Linked DNA regions of Drosophila melanogaster: region 1 is linked to region 2. A link is a contact called in public Hi-C data. All regions are on one chromosome and are shown on one strand. The core of a region is the stretch at or near the end of the contact, and the rest is flanking DNA. Distances in the headings are between cores, read along the strand shown.

Region 1 (5,226 bases), core at 1,717-4,216, 55 kb before region 2:
GAAAATCACAGCTGAAGGTTAAACTTTTGCATCGGATCAGGGCCAAAACCAAACACCACCACCGACCGATTTCTTTATTCTTTGTTCCTCACGGGGCGCAGACGAATTCAAGAATAAAGAACAGCCAGTCGCCACATATATATGTACTCATGCACATATGTATAATATATATGTGCTTAAAAAGCGACTGGCATACATTATTTCTCGTCATACATATATGTATATGCTCAAAAAACGTAATGGCACTGGGCCATTTACCTTTAGTTTTGCAGGCATGGAAAGTCCCTGTGAATCCGAAAGTTCGCTGGACGGTGGCACCATGCTGCCACCAAGCCCAGTTTCCCGGGAGCAACTCCAGAAGAGGATCGAATCGCTCACCCAGCAGAACAAGTAAGTCAGACACTATTTTTAAAATGCATTTTTACCACAAATAATATGACTCTACGCTTCTAGGGTGCTGAAAGCCGAACTGGATACCTTCAAGACCAAGTGCAAAGTGGTGCAAGAGGAGAATCGCTGCCTCAAGCAAGCCTCAGTCATCATTGTTAGTACTACTTTTATGTTATATCAAATTGAAATTGAGTTTCACAAAAGTTGCCTCAATTTACCTTTGTTTACTTTCACAGCAAGCCAAAGCCGAGCAGGAGGAAGAATACATCTCAAACACGCTGCTAAAAAAGATTCAGGCCCTCAAAAAGGAGAAGGAGACTCTGGCGCACCACTACGAGCGCGAGGAGGAGTGTCTGACCAACGATCTCTCCCGGAAGCTCGACCAGCTGCGTCAGGAGAAGTGCAAGCTGGAGCAGACACTTGAGCAGGAGCAGGAGTGCCTCGTCAACAAGCTTATGCGCAAGATTGAGAAGCTCCAGGCGGAGACGGACAACAAGCAGACCAATCTCGAGCAGCTGCGCCGCGAAATGGTCGAGTTGGAGAACACGCTTGAGCAGGAACAGGAAGCTCTTGTAAACAAGCTGTGGAAGCGCATGGACAAGCTGGAGACCGAGAAGCGTTCGCTGCAAATCAAGCTGGATCAGCCGGTTTCCGATCCGACTACGCCGCGAGACATCACAAACAACGCCCATGCCAATGGTGGCGATACGGCCACCAGTTTGAGTGCTCATATCCAGATTCTGCGCTCCGAAGTGCTTCGCTATCGCTCCGACCTGGCGAGCGCTCAGAAGGAAGCCACTATCAAAACACAGCAGTATGCGCAGGAAGAGAAGTCGATTCGCGAGGAAAACGCTCGCCTTCAGCGCAAGCTAAAGCAGGAGGTGGAGCGCCGCGAAGCCCTATGCCGGCACCTCTCCGAATCGGAATCCTCGCTGGAGATGGACGAGGAACGCTTCTACAACGAGAACCTGATGGGAGGCGGTTCGTTCGCTGTAGCGACGGCAGCAGCCGCCGCCGCAGCTTCAGCGGTGAGCGCCCAACGTCAACGCACCATCAGCAGTCCCGTCTCCCACAGTCCCTCGAGTAGCCGACCTCTAAGTCCGGGCACGGCGGTGCAAAACCGCTGCTATGCCTGCGGCCAGCTAGTGGTGAGTACGATATTGTGAAATGTTGCTTTCCAGATTTGTAAAATTAAAAATTCTTCGTTTCAGAATCGTCGTGCCAGCGAACGCTTCATAAAGCCAGCACTGCCAACGCCCATGCTGGGCCTGAACACTTCCGCACCGAACGTGCTGACCTCAACCAACCCACTGCTGGGCATTTTGGGAACCGGCAGCTCCTCATCGTCCGCGTCCGTATCAGCTGGGAATGCCGCTGGCGGCTTTCTCTCGAATCTGGGAGGCGAACGCCTAAGCCTTGGCTCGTCAAATTCGGCTGGCGGCAGTGCCACCTTCTTGGCCGGCGGTGGAGGTGGAGGTCTGCTGGCCCAGCTCACTAGCCACTCCAGCGCTTCGTCGTCGTCGTCCAATTTGATGAACATCAGCCTGAACAACTCGTCCAGCGGCAATCTTGTTAACAGCAGCAGCAACTCCTCACTGTCGGCGTTTACGCCAACCAATCCGCCCAGCTCGGCGGCCACGGCCTTTATCCAGCCAGCCAGTCCAATGGACACGTCCACCTGCAAGGACTAGGAGGATGCAGTAGCTCTCGCACAGGGATACAGAAAAATCATGACTTATTCACACACTTTCACACGAAAACACACTATATTCATAAACACGCACGCATGCAAGCAACCAGTTTAACGATCCTAAAAACATAAGAAAACACAGAAACAAAAGATGAGAAAGTAACTATCGTAAGCTTCTCCAGGGCGACTCAAAGTCGCCACATTTATATATGGTTAATATGTATATGTATGTTCTATTTGATCAAAATCTCTTAAAACCTTTCAATAACGGAATTCCTAGGCGAACGAATATTTAGCGCTAATGTTTAAGATTTGAATGTTTTTCTAATTTCGCTCGGTTCCAGTTAAAGTTAAGTAAAACACAGCTAATAATGAGATATGGAGGATATAGAGGATGAGAATGAGGATGGACAGCACACGCTAACCAGATCGTATGAATTTATAAAAAGGGTGAATTCTATTCATGTCGAAACCATTTTCCCACAATTCCTTCGCATGTGGGCCTAAAAAATTTTGAAGTATGTTTATGTAAGCCAACAAAAATAAAGTTCAACAATTTAAAATTAAATAAAAATTCGTCCAGAATTTTTTTAAATTAAATTTTGTTTAAATTCGAGGTGCAAGGTTTTCAAAATTGTAGAAAGTACAACTGTAGACACTACAATATATGAATTGTAAACATCATCTGATAGGTTTTTTTAAAATATGTTTTCAGAAATAACATTTTTTTCTTTTGACGAACCACAAGAACAAGAATTTTCGAATTTCCGTTAAATGCACGACAAATGGTGGGGCAACACTTAAAGTATCCCCTAAAACTGCCTTCATACTTCTGCCACTTGGCGTGCACACACTGGCGCGCAGCTGCAGCTAACTTCGCGTTGCAAAATGCTCTTGTGTTGTTTGTGTTTGTGATTGTAAATAAAGGCCAAACAGTCAGCGCGAAGCGTTAAGACCAAAGACTAACCTTTGGGCCAGGCCAAAAAGCGGAGTGTAACACCTCGAGCGAGAGCAAACAAAGCCGCAAAGTGTTCAATTAAAATAAGTGACTTGACTTTGATCTGAGAACCGAGAGAAAGACGGTGAAATAGGTGGGCAGGAAGTGGGAAGTCAATGATAAATGACAACAAAAAAGTGTGTATTGGCCAAAAGAAGCTCGCATTGGTAGCAACGACAGAAAACCATTTACACACACTCAAACAAACAAACACAGATGGTGCTCTTTAAACGCTGCTGCCGCTCTCCCTCTCTTTCACTCACACACATTTAACGACTGCGACGCGTCTCTTGCAAACTTTTTAAAGCGGACGCCAGCGATATTCGGTTCTCATTTCGATGTGGAACGGTAAAGAACCTGTGTCGCTTCCGCAGCCGATTCGCGAAAATAACACAAAAATAGCCATATATTATTTTTGCTCAATCAAATAAATTCCACTGCAAGTGCGTATGTGTGTGTTTGTGTACAGGAAGAGATCAGATAGATCAGAAGCAGTGCAAGAAAGAAAAGTGCAAAGCGAAAGTTTTGGTTTTGATTGTGCAGCATCCGCCATCTCGCTCTGGCAGGCGCGCGTGTAACGGTAGACGTCTCTTTCGCCAACAACAACAGCAACAACCACTCATTCCAAGGAAAGCGAAAAGTGCGCCCTTGTTTGTGTGCGTGCGTGTCTGTGTTTTATTTCCATTTCCACACAAAATCAGAAATAAATTCAATATTCGATCTTCGATTCTGAGATTTCGATTGGCCAGATGTGTTTATTAACAGATTGCGGACATCGTGTCTTATTATGGCCCTATTGAATAAACTCTTCTTTCCGTCGGCAACACCAACAACACCAGCGAATTTAGCGGCAGCGCCCACGCTGACCGCAGCGTCCGCAGCAGCAGCAGCGCTAATTAATAGCCAAACAACAACAGCAACTACAGGAACAGCAACATCAGCTACTACAACAACATTGCCGGCACGTACAGCTCACGCCTCTGCCGGCGTCGCTGCCACGGCCTCTGCTGGCAATAGTTCGTCGTCCGCAAAAGCTACAAAACAAACTTCGCGAAATTATCTAAGGTAAGTGTTTATCTTTTTAACAACAAAACTGCCTAACACCCGGTATTAGTGTATCGATAAAATGCGCGCACAACAAAGGGGGAAAATAGGTGCAGCTGCAAAATCACTCGGAAGCACATACATTCACACAAAGAGAGACGTGCGAAAAGGCGTTCTCATGATGCGTTTCACACTATACATATGTATGTATGTACATACATATACGCCCCGCCCCCTCCACCGGCACTCATGTTCCTCTCTCTTGCACCACCTGCACTTCCTCTTCCTCCTACACCCGTGCTTCGTACGCAAATTGGCAAAGAGTAAAACGAGGACGATAACCCAGCACACAAATTCGGCATGCACTAATCATCGTCACGTACGCCGCTTGCCGCCTTATTCGATAGAATCTGCCAGTCTGGCCAACATGAAAGGACGCAAATCCACAGTGAAATGGCAGTGAAAGCAAAATCTGAGGGGATTACAAAGATGCGTTTGCAGCTGCCTCGAAAACGTAACAAAGGAGGCGCATTATCTTGGTTCCTCTGTTGTTATAGCCACAGTGGGTTCTTCTTAAAGCTACCTGATCTGTTTTTGAAAGAAATTCCTATTTCAGGTGCTTGCAGTTAAGAAGGATTATTCTTCTTTTCTTACATTTTAAAAACTGGTAAAAATTCAGATTTATTAAAGTAAATACATATTTATATTGAGTCGGTTTTGTTGTTTTTAACTAAACAATGTTAATGTAAAATGTTGTAGTTTTCTACTATTTTTTGCGATTTAAATTTATATTTAATAATTTATCACAGGCGAATAATATGGTTCTTGCTGCGCTTCACTGTACTTATATCGATAACGATAGCCTGCATCACAACCAGCTCCACGAAGAAACCAACAACAAGCCCTAAATCACCCAACACCCCCAGCAGTGCATATTGGGTAGTCATGGTGGGTGCATGTGTGCGAGGAGGTGCGTTGATGTTTGGCCATTGCCGTTTCTTTCGCTCGCATGGCTCCAAACCCATCGATCGAGCTGCGCGCGCAAATAACTGTGCCCCACTATGCTCTACCTCTCCCAACGCACTACATGGCTCTCCTCTACGGC
Region 2 (5,564 bases), core at 2,000-4,499:
CAGGAAATATTAAAAAAACCTTCAACTAAACGGAACTCGCTAACTTAATCCTACAAAGGGTCATGTGTCCCTTCCTCATCAACTCCGAATTTCATTTAACCTTCTTCGGCTGTTAAATGGTAAGCACGAGTTACTTTCAAAACCAATTGCGTAAGTTTGAGTGCTGAACTTAGTAACTAGGCGAGTGGGTAGTAGCAGGATGGTGCATCAGGTTTGGGATTGAGTGGTGCGACTGGGGGTTAAATGAAACAGTTGTGTAAAAGAATTTACCAAACAAAAACCCAGAGTGCTGCCTGAGCACATCTTCGTTAGCACGACGTGCTAGCCCATCCTTGCAGACGGTTTTTTCGCGAGTCAAAATTCCAAGCGGATCCAGATCAGATGCCAAATGACCTCGTGACTATATGGTACATACATATCGTAGACAGATTGGTTGATTATATGTAAAGAGGTGTACAGGGTAGATCATAGGACATAGGTATATCAAGTTAAATGCGTACGCCAGGAAGTTATCGTATGGCTTTAGAAACTTAACAAGCTAAAAAACAACAGGCTTAACTTTAGCAAAAATGTATATCATATGCAAATTAAAATTAACTGCTTCTCTGGCAATTTAATCAGAATACCCTTGGATAATTGCAAATAATTTCGATATTTATTTATCTTATTAGCTAATGAGGAATGGTGCAATCAAAAGTGACAAATCCCCTTAATATATAACTATTTGGTGAACCGAAATGGATGTGATCGAACAGAAAACCAAACTACTCATGAAGGAGTGAATGTCTAACTCTATGGATACTGTGGATGGCGTGGGTGAGTCAACGAAGTATTTTCTAATCTACCATGAATACTGGATTCGAAATGATTTGGTCTGGGTAAATGGACAATTGTGAACACACATAAGGGGGGGCAAAGGCAACTCTACTGATCATAATCTAAACATAAACATTAACTGAACCTAGGAGAACAAAACAAAAAGAGCCAACTCTGGCTGCAATCTCCACCGATCGGCTGGAAACCAAGTAATTGAGCCAGCACGAGTCGACATACCTGGTAGCTCCTGATGATGGCCTGGACGGCCAGATGGTCGTCAATGGTCTTGGAGTCGGGCGCAGCGCCGGCGACGGCTCCTCCAAAGTTGAAGGCGGTCAGCGGCAGAGTGTTGGCCTGCACGGGCGCCAAGTTGGGCGGGCTAACGTAGCTGTTGCTGCGGAAGTACGCGTCCCAGGACTAAAAGAAGAATGAATCAATAAGGATTTATTGTCATGTCATTTATTGTGAATGCATTATTCCAGGATCACCGTTTTATTAGGCTTTTATTATATTTTTTATTGCAGAGAAGTTTGGTTCCCTTTAGTATAAGCTCTTAACATTTTTAAGTGGTTTTTAAAAGGTAATAAAGCACTTCCGCTTCAGAAATAAACACTAGAAACTGGTTTATCGATGACTCAAAATCAAGAGTTGAATTTAAAAAGGCGCAGAAATAAAACCCTGTTTAATAGGGATACTTACGGTGTGCACGGAAGTGGGATCCCGAAGCCAGGCGTTGTACATCTCCTCCACGTAGGAGGCGGTGCTGCCGTTGGCAAAAGGTTCGGCAGCTGCGGAGTTGTAGGTGCGCACAGCGGCCGCTGCAGTTACCTTGGCCATCTGCCAAAGATTGGGGGCTCATTAGTTGGGGTTTTCTTTGGAGTTATGGTTATATCGACCAAACTCACCTGCTGACTGCTGCTGCTCTTGAGCAGCCATGTGGCGAAGTTCTTGTGCGCCATCGGCGACAAGGCCAGGCTGAAGGCTGTGTGGGCTCTATGCATTTTGTAGCTTTACAAAATAGAACTGAAAGAAAGAGACAATCTTAGTGAAGATCTTATCAGCCCACTATTATATCACTTCCAACTGATTAATCGATGGCGGCTTTGTTGACAAACAAGCCACGTAAAAGATAGTGCCAGTGCCACCCCCTAAACACCGAACTCCTGACCCTCGGCTGCTGTAAACGCGATAAGATAGCCTAGAAGTTTTTACGTCATGGTCATGTTCTGGGTTTTAACTGTGTCACCGATCAACCGAATGTTCCGAACTCGTTGCCAGGCCAGTGGGCCAGTTATGAAATTCCCTCACGCTCACGAAACAAGTTCACAATTGAATGGATGCGGGGGGAATTTACATACGTCCAAAGCCAGACTAGACCGTTGAGATCGGGGGATCGCTTGGTGGAAAAAAGCACACGTGATGCCATACGCCAGTCCGTCGCTCGCTTTTTTGATAATCAGCCAAGAAATGGCGGAGATACTTTGGCCCCCAAATATAATGGTGAAATGGGGGGGTTTTATATAGGGAGAGCCAGCTGCTTTTTGCGCAGTTTGTTCGTTTCCCAACTTTTAATCAGTTGTGAATATTTGCCCTCACTTTTTGTTTGCCGTCTCCGAATCACAGTGAGCATTCACCTGGGTATTTGGCCCAAAACGAGTTTGCCCAGATAACGCAAAGGCGTCAAGAGCGAATGTCCCTGGCTTGGAGTTATAAATTCCTGTGGTCCATGACTAAACGCAGAACCCTCTAGACGCAATTCAGTGATAAGAGGAGGGCGCTTAACCGGCCTCCAGTCATGCCACGCCAGCACTTCCAGAATTTGTCAAGTTATTAATCAAATTATTGGCGATAGGCTAGCGCGTGCGGATGTCGTAATTGAATCCCTATCTAAAGCCAGTCGTGCAAAAAATACGTACAAATTGAATGAAATTCGGAATGAGAACTTATGGGGCAACGAATGCGTGGCCAGGTCACATGTCTTATCGACGAACGCATGCTGGCCAGACGATCCAAATGAAGTGATTACAAAATACTGGCCCCCAGATATGAGAGCACAAAAAATGAAAGAAAACAATTGGAACGGCTAACCGGTTTGGAGTGGTCAAAGCTAAGTATTTGAAAGTGCATCACTCGGGTTATTTGATTCGGTCATAGCTACAATTACAGTTACATTGTCCACCCCACAATAGATAATTCAATTTAGCAGCCCGACATTTTCTTTCAGTGTCATTTATCTGTTTGCTTGTTTTGTGCTGGCGCTTTTCACATACTGCTTTCCCTGCAATTATATTCTGCTCGACGTCGATGTTACGAAAACACATTACATAAGTGCAAAAAATAAAAAAACGAAGAGCTGCTCGCGTGAGAGCAGCTGAGTTATTAGAACGGCCAGATGATGGAGCTAATTAGTGTGAAATAGTCCGACGGATGAGCTTGCAGTTCCACAATTCGAAGCATGACTGGAAAAATCCATTAGGCTTTCGGTCGGTGGAAGGTCTAGTTCCGACTGTATATGCACTGCACCGCGGTGGAATGAATCAAGACACCGTATAATATATACGCATATACTGCATGCGATTGCTCCAAAAACCAACCGAATATATGTACTCGTCGTACTCGTATCCGTATCTCGCAGATACGCGTCAAACGTTTGTTCGTGCTGAGTGCTGCGCGTCGACTGAAGCGAAAATACAAAAGCGGCCGCCTTCGAGAGTGAAATATAAAATTTAGAAATCGAATTTGCTCTTCACGAACCGCCGAGCGGGCTGCAAGCTTGGAAGAAAAATACAGAGTGTGTGTGTGATAAAAACACACAAAGCGGCCACATGACAACTCGGCGTTGTATCTTTATCTTCTGGCAAAAGGGGGTTGGGTCGGTCGCCGATCGGTGGACCTGATAACAGTCAGGTACATACTCATGTATCTACATATTGACCGCACTTCCTCCGTTTATCTAACCGCCTCGCCTCCTGGTTGTTGCCCATGTCTTGCGTATTTATAGCCCGAATTTGTTTACAACAATCCCAAAGTCCGTTCGTCAGCCGGCATTTCAAAGAATGCCGCCCACACAGCCAAAAACGAGAGGAGAGAAAAAGCGGTATGATATACACAAAAAAATAAAATGTATAATACATTCATAGAACTTGTTTATCACATAATACCAAAGACAACGAGAAACAATATTAAAATACAAAATGTTTGTATATCTAAAAGATTTCTCAACTCAAATTAAATTTGGTACACTATCCAGAATCACATCTTAACAATTTCTTAACATATTTTTCACAGTGCATTTAATAGGTCAAGCGCAAGTGAATTTGTGCGTGTATCAATTACCTTTCCGCTAATCAATAAAGTTTCAAGTTCACACACCAGACACAACCATTTACCTTGATGCGAGTGCGAAATTAATGAACACTCAAGAGGCACCGATCATTAGATACTCTTAGTTATTTTAGAATTGTTGTATTTTATAGTATTTAATAGTTTAACTTTCTATCGAAAAAAATGTATAATGTAGAAAGTTATATAAAAAACTATTATTTGGTTTTTGTGGCAAAATGTAAATTTTAATGTTGCTCTAAAAAATAGCGGAAATGGTAATTTGACTATCGAATGATAACTATGTAGATATCAGTGTACCAATTAGTCTAAGACTGAATAAAAGCTATTATCGTAGTTGGCGTAAAACATTAAATTGCCATGATACCCTATAAAAGGGTATAAGAAGGCAAGAGAGACGCACTCAGTGGGGTTTTGCATTCCATTAAAAAAAAACCCTGGACGAGCCCCCTCTAGGCGAAGAAGAAGAAGAGCGGTCCAAGGGCATGAAGTAATTGCGGAGCGGGGTGCGAGGGGGAGGTAGAGGTTCCGTAGTACTATAATACTTTTGTGGTTACTATTCCCGATCTGGGGCCTTTGCAGCCGACTTATGATAGGTTGTGGCAGATGATCCACATCCGTCAGCAGAAAAAAATAACTAGTTGTGCTGCCCCAGACAATGCGGCCGCGCGCTTTCTTTGCGGTTTGCTGTTGCTATTGCCATTGCTTTTGATTGATGATTCATTGGGCGGCGGGGAGAAAAGCACACGCGGCACTCGGTCAATTGCGTCATCAATGCGGCAAGTTAATTTTACAAAAAACCACATGTGACGTCGCCGACGTCGCTTGTTTTGCATTGCGAAATTTCACTTTTCATTTGGGGCGGCCGGCGCAAGCGCTTTTCCGCCGACGAGACGCCCACCTGCACTTTTCCAATTATATAAGAACAGTCCTTGAAATTAAATGGGGAAAAACGTTGGAAAATACCAATCAAATGCCTGCTAAATGCACTTTTTAGAAAGGGGAACACGCGGCAGTGTCTCATTGATCGCTGAAACGATGATGGTAATTCCTGGAATTCCACATGATGCAAAAGCGGACCTCGAATGTGGGACAAGTGAAAAGCACGCGAAATGCGAGTTTTCCGCTGAATCCAGTACTAAGTCTAAATGGACCATAGCCCCGCAGACTTTTTGCAAATTAACGCACATGATTTGATTATTTTTACACTAAACTTGCTTAAAGTTTAAATATTTACGTTTTTACAGCCGAAAACTTTTGCGTTAGTGGTGGGACTGTTAATGCTAGCGCACGGCCTGGACTCTCAAACATATCGAAACGCTATCGTTTTGTGCCAGATATCGATTATTTTTACAGTTTTGGTGAGCGGTAACACTAGCATACAGAGCTTATTCCTATGCGACTGC

The links. Hi-C and Micro-C count contacts between places; a contact is called where the count stands out from the background.
Region 1: a contact with region 2 is called in a Hi-C map of the S2 cell line, with 4 times the contacts expected there. The contact joins the promoter of CG3764 here to the promoter of Cpr73D in region 2. A contact is called at or near these places in 9 of 107 Hi-C or Micro-C datasets (the D17-c3 cell line, the Kc167 cell line, the S2 cell line and 1 more) and 1 of 6 datasets of contacts at active chromatin or transcription factors (the S2 cell line).

Annotation. Positions count from the first base shown.
Region 1 is chr3L:17,010,305-17,015,530 of dm6, reverse strand. It overlaps CG3764, which reads left to right and starts at 2,966. Exons shown (of 7, transcript NM_001275048.1): 1 at 2,966-4,142. The coding sequence starts at 3,865. CG6664 reads left to right here. Exons shown (of 5, transcript NM_168710.3): 2 at 273-390; 3 at 454-544; 4 at 627-1,538; 5 at 1,602-2,645. The coding sequence starts at 275. The coding sequence ends at 2,081.
Region 2 is chr3L:16,955,374-16,960,937 of dm6, reverse strand. Cpr73D (Cuticular protein 73D) reads left to right here and starts at 3,249. Exons shown (of 5, transcript NM_001316452.1): 1 at 3,249-3,913; 2 at 5,406-5,564. Ogdh (Oxoglutarate dehydrogenase) reads right to left here. Exons shown (of 13, transcript NM_168704.4): 2 at 5,396-5,564; 3 at 1,722-1,839; 4 at 1,516-1,653; 5 at 1,054-1,233. The coding sequence starts at 1,817.